3 separate regions of the Sus scrofa genome follow, and all the other regions are linked to region 3. The links are chromatin contacts, called in public HiChIP or PLAC-seq maps. All regions are on one chromosome and are shown on one strand. The core of a region is the stretch at or near the end of the contact, and the rest is flanking DNA. Distances in the headings are between cores, read along the strand shown.

The links. HiChIP or PLAC-seq counts read pairs in DNA pulled down with a chosen protein or histone mark.
Region 1: a contact with region 3 is called in an H3K27ac HiChIP or PLAC-seq map of skeletal muscle. The contact joins two enhancer-like sites. A contact is called at or near these places in 1 of 47 Hi-C or Micro-C datasets (heart right ventricle) and 1 of 2 datasets of contacts at active chromatin or transcription factors (skeletal muscle).
Region 2: a contact with region 3 is called in an H3K27ac HiChIP or PLAC-seq map of skeletal muscle. The contact joins two enhancer-like sites. A contact is called at or near these places in 6 of 47 Hi-C or Micro-C datasets (heart right ventricle, mesenteric adipose tissue, retroperitoneal adipose tissue and 2 more) and 1 of 2 datasets of contacts at active chromatin or transcription factors (skeletal muscle).

What each region holds. Positions count from the first base shown.
Region 1 is chr1:208,363,127-208,366,526 of Sscrofa11.1, reverse strand. It overlaps NFIB (nuclear factor 1 B-type), which reads right to left. Exons shown (of 12, transcript XM_021063648.1): 6 at 1,985-2,103. Among named protein-coding and RNA genes, the nearest start is that of NFIB, 180 kb to the right of the region's middle. Within about 2 kb of position 1,581, at least 1 of the 83 cell types and tissues checked has an H3K27ac peak or open chromatin away from gene starts, as enhancers often do. A contact at or near this core is called in skeletal muscle, where this site is marked.
Region 2 is chr1:208,295,718-208,299,228 of Sscrofa11.1, reverse strand. All of the region lies in intron 2 of NFIB (nuclear factor 1 B-type), which reads right to left. Among named protein-coding and RNA genes, the nearest start is that of NFIB, 120 kb to the right of the region's middle. Within about 2 kb of position 2,243, at least 35 of the 83 cell types and tissues checked have an H3K27ac peak or open chromatin away from gene starts, as enhancers often do. A contact at or near this core is called in retroperitoneal adipose tissue, skeletal muscle and subcutaneous adipose tissue, where this site is marked.
Region 3 is chr1:208,148,285-208,151,687 of Sscrofa11.1, reverse strand. The region is part of intron 1 of LOC100514506 (a long non-coding RNA gene); the gene reads left to right. Among named protein-coding and RNA genes, the nearest start is that of NFIB, 32 kb to the left of the region's middle. Within about 2 kb of position 1,592, at least 36 of the 83 cell types and tissues checked have an H3K27ac peak or open chromatin away from gene starts, as enhancers often do. A contact at or near this core is called in retroperitoneal adipose tissue, skeletal muscle and subcutaneous adipose tissue, where this site is marked.

The sequences.
Region 1 (3,400 bases), core at 332-2,831, 210 kb before region 3:
TTCTACTTTTCAAAAATGTTTTATAATATGATTTGAGATTGGCTTTATTCAATAGGCTGAAAGAGGAATCAATGCTTATAAAGTGACACTCTCTATAATAAAGAACACCTACACTTCTGAACAACGCATCCATTCCCACCCATTCACAATGTTATTATTATTATCATTAGAATCTTTCCCAGAACAATTTTTGAATGGTGAAAATATGGCTTTGTTTAGAAAAAACTGACAATGTCAGTAAAACACTCAATACAATATAAAGGGTTGAGGGTTTTGCTTTTATTCTCACTTCTGCAAGTCTGGTGAAGTTCCTGTTACTTTTTGCCTTTGCTAATGAGACTGGCGTCCTGCCCATCAATGGTTCATGTATCCAACAGATATTTGTTTGCCCCTACTATGCATCGAGTGTCGTGCATGGTTACCAGGCTCTTGTTATACCATAGCCAAAACAGATAAAAGTCCCTGCCCTCATAATGCAGACAGATTTACACAATCCCAGAAGCAAATATGGAACTACATATTATGAGTACAGTGAAGGAACAATACTAGGTGTTAAGAGAGAAAGACCTTATTTCACTTGAAATCCCTCAGTTTAGACTGTGACCTGAAAGATGACCAAGAATTTGCCAGATGAACAGTTAAAAGAGGAACACACTGGAGGTTAGGGCTTATATTAAGATTTGGGGTGTTACATTTCCAAATCTAAACAAAGCAGCAGGCTTAAGTGCAAGAAGGAAATAGACAGCTTCTGCTGGGGCTGGGGCAGTGGTCAGAGGCCAGAGGGCAAAAAAAGGTCTATGGATTATATGAGGAAATTCTGACTTTCTCCTAGGTAGAGATGGAAGTGAATGAAGCAGGAGAATGATATGACATTGTTCTGTTTTATTTTTTTGCTTTTATTTTTAGGGCTGCACCTGTGGCATATGGAAGTTCCCGGGCTAAAGGTCAAATTGGGGCCCTAGCCTCTGGCCTATGCCAGAGCTATGGCAACACCGGATCTGAGTCGTATCTGTGAGCTACACCACAGCTTGTGGTAATGCCAGATCCTTAACCCACTGAGCAAGGCCAGGGTTAGAACCTACACCCTCACAGATACTAATCAGGTTCTTAACCTGCTGAGCCACAAGAGGAACTCTGACATGATTATGTTTTAAAATAAGGTTTTGTCTACTGTGGGAAGAAGACACTGGGGAGGGGGAGGGGGTCTCAGAGCCAAAACTCTCCAGCTGATTTTCAAAAAGAATAAAAATAAATAAAAATTGTAGTGAGCTAATCTATTTCCATGTTTAATAATAACGGCAAAAAGGCATGAGCATGTCCAATGAAATATATTTACTCCAATAGACTTTAAGCATGAAAAAGAGCTAAGCATGAATTCAGAGAGCCACATAACCCCTATTTCTTCAAGTTATATTTTTTCCTCAGAGCTGCCCTAGAACCAGGTGATAATTTTATCTAGAAAGAATAACTCAAGTGACTCAGATGTCACGTGTCTCCCATTACACTTTTATTTATTGCTGATGTTGTACCTACTTCCAAGAGGAAGTACAGCTTCCTCTAAATGGGAACTTTCAGTAACTGGCACTTGCAAACTGCTTAAAGCTTGGCTCCTTCTTAAAACACCCCATAGAGAGCAGCAAACTGATCTAACTGAATCTGAACTAGTGCTTCTGCTGCAATCCAACCAACTAATGTAGACAGATCACCACCAGTCACATACAAAGTGAAGGTTCTAAAAGATCATTTTGTCCAGAGGAAAAAAGTTCAAAAAACATATAGAAGTGTGGGATTTTTGTACCTTTACTTTAACAACCTTTGACTAGTGTTACCTTAAAATGTTATGTTAAAAATACCTTTACTGCAATCATCTCATGAAGAAAATATAATCCATACTAATTCAATCATGAAATTTTGACTAAATGAAACTTATGAAATGAATCGACATTTTACTCTATTTCCCTAGAGACAACTCCTTCCTCCTCACCTTGATCTCTTTCATGCCATGTTCGACTTCCAGCAGCTGGTGAATTCGGAGAGGGATAAAAGTCTCCTGTAGGACTTGGTTCCATGTTTTCATCTATGGATATAGTTTTGGGTCTTTTGCTGTTAAAATATGATGACAGTTAACATTAATAGGATTTCTGGGAAGATATGTGGCATTTGAAAGTATATAATTTGAGAAGATTCTTTCTGTGGAAATGTCCATAAATACAAGAAAAAGTATCTCAGATTCATTATAAAATAATGGTAAGTATTCAAGTCATCAACAGTAGTAAACATTTCTAGTTGTACATATCATTTATTATACCACAATATAATTGTTCCTGCCTAACAAATATGACATTTGTTATATCTACCCTTTTAAAAATTGAAGTATAGCTGATTTAAAATGTGGTGTTGTGTTTACCTTTTGAAATATATTTCCAGAAGTAAACTAGTATTTTCAGTTGTAAAAAATAAATTCTGAATGTGATAAGTATATTAATTTTAGAACCATTGTTATGATTTTACCTGCCTCATAATAATTATCAATATTAATCATGCTCATCTTGCCATCAACAATGTAATTCTTTCATATCAATTCAAAGGTAAGTAAACTCCTTAGCCTTCCTAAGCTCAGTTTAAATCATCTGTAAAATGGAAATAATAAAACCTAGTTCAAAGGGGAATGGCTGAGAGGATTAAATGAGTTTTTAAATGAGTTTTTAAACATAAAGCGCAGTGCATTTAGTGGCTGGCATTTAGAAGGTACTTATTAAATAGTAATTATTAGTAGTAACCTATCAATAATATTAAACATTTTGTGGTACTTTACTGATTATAAACTATTTTGTACATTCTTACTGAGCTTTTCCTAAAAAATTAGGTTATTGATCCTTTATTCCTAAGATCAACCACAAAAAAATGGGGTATTGCCAAATTCAAACCAAATGGTATACTTTTATTTTTATTTATTTATTTAGTCTTTTTGTCTTTTCTAGGGCCATGTGCGGCATATGGAGGTTCCCAGGCTAAGGATCTAATTGGAGCTGCAGCTGCCGGCTTATGCCAGAGCCACAGCAATGTGGGATCCAAGCCACAACGCAACCTACACGACAGCTCACAGCAACGCCAGATCCTTAACTCACTCTGAGTGAGGCCAGGGGTCAAACCCGCAACCTCATGGTTCCTAGTCAGATTTGTTAATCACTGAGGCATGAAGGGAACTCCCCAAATGATATACTTTTAAAATAACATTTTAATAAAAAAAAAACATGGCTTTATCTCAATTATTAAGAAAAATGAATATTTAGAGTAGAGATTAAAAAAGCTATTCTATGGCACATACCATAATACTTTATATGTTGCTATCATGTACCTCCAATACCCCATTAAACAATCATAAGTATGAAAATGGATT
Region 2 (3,511 bases), core at 994-3,493, 150 kb before region 3:
TACTTACTAGATTTACCCATTGTTTATTTTAGGGGAAAAAAAAAACAACTTGGGATAGACCGTGATGGAAGATAATATAAGAAAAGGGATATATACATATATATATATATATATATATATATATATATATATATATGTGTGTGTGTGTGTATTCATATATGAATGACTGGGTCGCTCGCTTTCCTGTACAGCAGAAATTAGCACAACATTGTAAATCAACTCTACTTTAACAAAAAGTTTGTTTGTTTGTTTTGCTTTTTAGGGCTTCACCCGTGCCATATGTAAGTTCCCAGGCTAAGAGGTGAATCGGAGCCACAGTTACCAGCCTACGCCACAGTCATAGCAATGCCAAATTGGAGCCGCATCTGTGATCTACAACCACAGCTCCCAGCAACACCTGATCCTACCCACTGAGTGAGGCCAAGGATTGCACCTGCATCCTCGTGGATCCTAGTCGTGTTCATTAACTGCTGAGCCACAAAGGAGACTCCCAATAAAAAGAATTTTTTTAAAAAAACTACCACCAACACAAGATTGAGCACCAAAAGATTCCATGATGCATCATCCTTGGAGCTCAGTCTACAGCAGAGGACAAAACATTTTTTGTCCTTCTCTTCATGCAGCATACAATTTAATCTGTGTTGTGCTTTTATCACTTGCTAACAGGTAAAATAAGCTGCTTAAATTTTACAAATAAACAGTATCCTCAGGTATTATATTTTGAAAATAGAACTGACATGATACACACACACACACACACACACACACACACACACGGATTTAGCTGTGAGACAAACATTTTTTGTTTGATTTTTGTTTTTAAAGAGTAAAACATCTGAGAGAATAAAAGCCATTGCAAATGCCTTGTTTAGCTGTGATGAGCAGAATGCATAAAGGTAATATGATGGCAAAAGAGCTATTGGAGGATAAAAATAACAAGACTATAAAATAATAAGAGTACAACTTCAAAATTCTCTGACCACTATCATCTCTCAGGATGGCTGAAAGGGATCTGGTGATGAGCTTTGGGAGCTGAACAGAAGAATACAACTTCAAATTGAAAATTACTTTATGGTCACACCCCACAGATTGAATGGTGTTGGAGCCAGACTAAACGAGGCACTCAAATGGAGTCCTGAGGGGAAAATATAAGAATGGTTTGCTATTATGAAAATCCACCATTAAGTGGAGAAAAAAAAAAAAAAGATAATTTTTAAAAACCATAAAAACCAGAATCAAGGCAAAGTTTCTAAATGGTAAGACATGAAAATATGAGCTGAATGCCTTCTTTGTCTTTAAAAAATGAAATATCCATACGTTTGGCATGTATATGGTATTCTCTAATTTATCTGAGAAATGTGTAAACACATCTATGCAAAGAGCTATCATGAAATGTGATGTCATATTCCTTATGAAAAAAAAAATTCCCTTTCTCAATGTCAATTAAAACCAAATTTAGCTTTAAAACTCTATGACCTCTACCATTTTTTTTTCTAGGTTAGCTGAAAAGGATCTATTGACTAGCTTTGTGAGCTGAAGAGTTGAATGCTACTTTAGATAGAAAATTATTTCTTTCACTCTATAAGAATAATTATCACGGCGATTACACAATTATTATAATTATATCTGTAAGAACTGTTATTGGGAATTTATCTCTGAAACAGTCTCATGCATTGCAGGGGACATTTATCTTTTTTAATGATCACCAACACAAGTGTCTTTTTGTAGCTATATAAGTGATTCTACCTCTTTCTATTAATATCCTCTCGCAGGCTGAAGAAGCCAAAGGAGACAGCCCCCACAGTTTTCTCCCCTTAAAGCAACTGTTTCCGTCAAGCCGGGCCTGTAGCGGTTTCTGAGACAGAAAGCTTACACTTCCCCTTCATGGCAGCACAACCTTCACCATGTGCTTTCCTATATGCATGGAAACCCCCCAACAAAGCCCCTCCAATCTGTGTTTCATAAACTGTACTCTACGAGAAGTAGCAATAAAGTTTATTACAGACCTAAAGTATCTGCCTAAACCCGGTTAATTGAAAAGTGGGTGGAGAAGGCTGCCAAATTAAATGTTTACATTAGCACAGCTGTATTGTAAAAACATTCTGCCCCCTGTGCTTTGTAATTATAAGATATTTCTGGACTGTGTATCTCTACAAAGTTTATCTCCACTGCCAAGAGTGTCTTGGCACGGAGCGGCTGCAGTTTTTGGCAGCCAGGAGCTCGCAGCGCGGGCAGGATCTAAAATGGCTGCCAAGCGGCCTCGTGAAATGTCGCCGGGCCGGCCCGCCTCGCCTCGCCTCGCCTCGCGCGGAGGCCGGAGGGCGGCGGCCGCCGGGCCTCGGAGCAAGCGCGGAAGCACGTTTCCCACTGCAAGGGGCTCGGTACGACACCCTGCTTCACAAAGCGGCCTGAGACGCGAACGCCAGAGCACCCCGGGGACCCTCCCCGTCGCAAAGGGGCGCCCAGGGGTCTCCCCTGCATTTCACTGAGGCCTAGGCCCAGAGGGCCCTCTCCTCGTGAGAGAAACCCGATCAACTTTGTGGGAAGAAGTAAAATAAGAACGCCCCACTCCGGGGACATGTACTCCAGCAAAAGCATGAGCCAAGCCCACATTTTCCTATTTGCAAGGGCATGATTTTGACCCGGACTTAAAGTCTTTCGCAAAGCATGGGTGTATGCAAAATGAAAACCTCCCAAATAGTTCACGGGCTTCCTTTTCTTTCCTTAAGAGGCTGTGCTTCTCTTACATCATCAGAGTAACACATTTTAAGGAAGGAAAAAAAAAAAAAAAAAGATTTAGACCCTTCTATGGCAAACATCCAGAGCACAAAACCCACTTAATTGTAAAAATCGAGACCAAATCCATGGTGTATGCAAGTTCCAAGGATTGACCAAAAGGAGGGAGGGCAGGGGAGGGAGGGGCTGACTGGAACTCTTAACTGTCCAGGCTGCTCGGAGTAGGAAGGCAAAAAGCCCTTAAATTATAAACTAAAATGCTTCAGAAGGACACCTAGATCTCACAGGATGTGTACTGTCTCTGTCCTGTCTTTTCTCTATTAAAGTCCCAGCTAAAATGCTGTGTCCACAGCTGCCAAATACTACATAATGAGGTCACTGGATTTTTTCTTTTAGGGTGTTCCACAATTGTAAGCTTAGGTTGAGAGACACGGCAGGCCTGGTGTACTATACTTCAATCATTACTAAGCTTCATCTGAATCCAACATTGTCTCTGACCAGAGAAAATTCAGAAGTGAAAGATGAATTCCATAATGCTGACCTGGACCTGTGGCACTCATTACACTCATACTGCTTATTCACTAAATGCCCAGTCTTTCGAGCTTTAATTGTATGTCCACACACAGCACAGCCACACCAATGATTTCCACTTTATTTCTTAAAATCTTCAACATTATAGAATGTCTAATGTCTCTGTAATGGTATATTTTGAATACTGTCTATTCACTAGCACTCACTTGAAATACATACACACACATACCTCTTGGACCTTTGT
Region 3 (3,403 bases), core at 343-2,842:
CAGCGCACCGGGGGATCTAGTTTCCCTGGACGCTTCTGCTTGCTTGTTGGTTTGGAAGTCGAAGCCCCGGGATAGTGAAGCTGGCCGCAAAAATCTCCAACCCCGCTAATCCTAGACAAAATAAAAACGTAATAGCCCATAAACCAGCAACCTTGGGGTACTTTATTTGGGAGTCTCCTGGAGGCACGTCCCTGCGGGATCTTCTGTGAGGGAACCTTTCTACCTCAAATTTTCCCGTGTGTGGGAAGACCACGAAGTTATTAAAACAGCGTTTCCCCTCTCCTGCCTAGTCCCATTCCCTAAACGGGCATAAAAACATCCCCTGAACCGGCTGCATCTACAGTTCTGGTGGGGAGGGTTGGGGGTGGGGGTGGGGGTGGGGGAGAGGCACAGGAGGCTGGCACTGAGACCAGCTCCAGCAGGAATTTGCCCCACACCAGGACGGAGGGTCTCCCAGGGAGACAAAACCCAGCTGGAGAAATCTCGGCCTGAGAGCCCCTCGCCCCACTCGGGGGAAACGACCCGCCCGGCACGAAGGATGTGACTCCCGATCCCCACGCCGGGAAACTGGAAGGCATGCGGAATCTCGAGGCTCCAGCAGGGTGGAATCTCAAAGAAAAAAAAAAATCTGGAAAAAAAAAAAGCTAAATTTGAACAAAACTAAACTACAAGCCCTCAGGTCCCCGAGTTGCAAACGAGGTGGGGGAGGAGGGGGCGGGAACGGCCACGGCGCACAGAGTGGGGGGATGTGGAACCAACTCTGAACTCTATCCCCTGCAGAGTCGGTGCCTACGGGGGCTCCAGCAACGCGCGCTCCCACTCTCAAGGTTTGGACTCACAAGGGAGGCCGAAGGTGGGAGGGAGAGGAGAGAAGGATAGATGGAGGTGGCGTGGGGTGGGGGGGTTCTTTTTCTTCCTCCTGCCTGCACCAGCCTAGGGGAACTGGAGGTGGCAAAGCGCGAAGAAAACTTTGGAAAGTTTTGGTAGCACGGTTAGCAGCGGAGACGCAGGGCAACAAGCTGTGCTTGGATGGGCACGGGGGAGCGGGCTGGGTGCTACTGGGAGACCAGGTCCTGAAGCAGTTAAAGATCCAAGTCTCCCAGGTCAGGTCCGCCCCAGCCCCAGAGGCTTCAAGGGGCCAAAGGACTGTGGGGAGTCTGAGGACGTTTCTCTAGGAGACAGACCGGGCGGAGCTGGGAGTTCGGCGGGTTGTATTGGTGCCGAAAACGGTACTCAGCGATGGCTCGGAGCTTCAGCAGTAAAGACTTGTCTGCCAAGGCGGGATTAGATCCGTCGGCTCAAGAGCTCGGTCCCCCACCTTCCCCTACCCAGCGAGGGCCGTGCGGGCGCCAGGGATGCTTGGGGAGCTCTGCTCGGTTTCCAGTCGCGCACCGGGTCTCCGCGCACCACGTGCGCCCAAGGCCTCAGGTGGGCACATTTGGGAGAGTGCGCCGGAAGGGGTGGGAGCCACGGAGCTATGATCAGGCTTCTGCCGACTTCCCAGCCAGATCCTCCTTGCTGGAGGCAGGACACAGTGAGTGGCCCAACCCAACTTCTCCCCGCACCCTGGGAAGGAAGTGTGGTGCGCTCGCTGGAGCGCGAGGCCGCAGCCCGCCCATGCCGCATACGGCCTGGCATTCTGCTTTTCCTCACTGCGCACCAGGGAAAGGCATAATTCAATTATACCATCCAAGTGCAACACAGCCTTTTCCTCTTTTGCTCTGGAGCCTAGGGCGTTTCGAAGAGGAATCTCCCAATTCTCAAATAAATACCTACCGCTCTAAAGCCGAACTGGGTTCTGTACTAACTACTGGGGTTTGGGGGCGGGGGGAACGGGAAGAATCCAAATTGGATATGAATTTACAGCCTGAAGCAGCTTATTTAGGCTCATGGAGTGCCATTCCAAACGACACAGCTCGCGCTATTTCGAGATACGTTGGAGATTGGAGAGAAAACAGGGTTATTTAAAAGTGACTCCCTTAACGCAACTTTCCTTCTCCGGCTCCCTAGGTGACTGCGTCAGGGCTCCAGCTTAAGGCGGTCTGGTCGGCCCAGCCTTTGATATTTAAGCCTGGCCTGCTCCCGGGTGAAACTACCTGTTGGGAGATTCCGCAGCCTAGACGTTTGGCCCTCCTTCCTGCCCACCCCCCCGCCCCCACCCGGTGCAATCCTGGCGGCGACGGAATGGTTCTGGGTTGGCACAAGAAGGGAGAAGACCAAAGAGTCGAGAGTATCGGACAAAGTCAGCTGCGCCTGGCGTTGCCCAGAGAGTTGCCCCCCCCACTCCGCCCCCGGCTTCCGCTTGCTCTTGGGGACAGGGAGGTGGGCCCCAGAACGCTGTGTGGGGCCCCTGGCCGCAGGGGTGGGCACAAACTCCACACGATTCTCTAAATTCGGAAACCACAACGCGTTGCAGTTTGTACTGGCACTTTGGAGCAAGTCTAACTTTAGAAAACAAAAAGCCTCCTAGCTCTTCCTCGCGCCCACCCCCACCTTGCAACGATAACACCCCTCACTTTTCTCTGCACCGAAATTCACTTTACTACCTCTTGAAAATCGGAAAATTCCGCGGCGGCTTGGACGCGCTGCAACGCAGAGGCTGCTTAAAGCTCTTGTAGGAGTTTCTTGAGGGAAATCACTCTGTTCTTGAGAGCAAACAGAATCTCCGTATTTTTACACAACCTAACTGGATGAGGGAGCGGAGCTAGGAAGGACAATTTGAGCCTTTGCAGCCCGTTGGAGGAAATTTCGGAGACTGGGGATAGGGGGTGCTTTTCTCTCACAAGAACCTGTGGGAAGGATAGCTCCGTCTGGCCCTGGGGCTGCAAGTTTCACTTGGGAAGCACACAGCCCGGGTCTGGTGCGCGTTGAATAACATTCTTTCCAGCAAACTCTGCAGCAAATCCCGCCCTGACATTAAATTGGGGTAGATGTGGCGATGCAGGCTGGGCTGAGCCGTGAAATTTCCCCCCAGACGGGGAAGGCTCTCCTCGCGTCGTGTCTCCGATGCGGGTTTCTGCTTTCTTATAGTGAACCCCGCTTCGTTTTGGGAGCAGTGAAATTTGGGAGCGGCCCTACGGAGGGGCTCATTTGGGGTCGAAGGGGACGGATAGACTTTCTCTGTCGCTAGGGGTACAGCGGCGTTTTATTTCTTCCCGCGCGCTCTCTCATCCCCGGTAGTCACAAAGCACTCGGCTGAAAACGAAATGGGGACAAATATCAGGCAACTGCAGGGAAGGAGGGGGGTAATCCTCATCTTGTTCAGGATACTCATTTTGACAGTGAAGACTGAGGGGCTACACGGAAGAAGGAGAATTTATTCATCAGAATTTGTTGCACAGGGATGAAAGTTGAGACTTCGAGCCTATAAGAAAGCTCAGAACGTTTCCCGCGACGCAGTCTC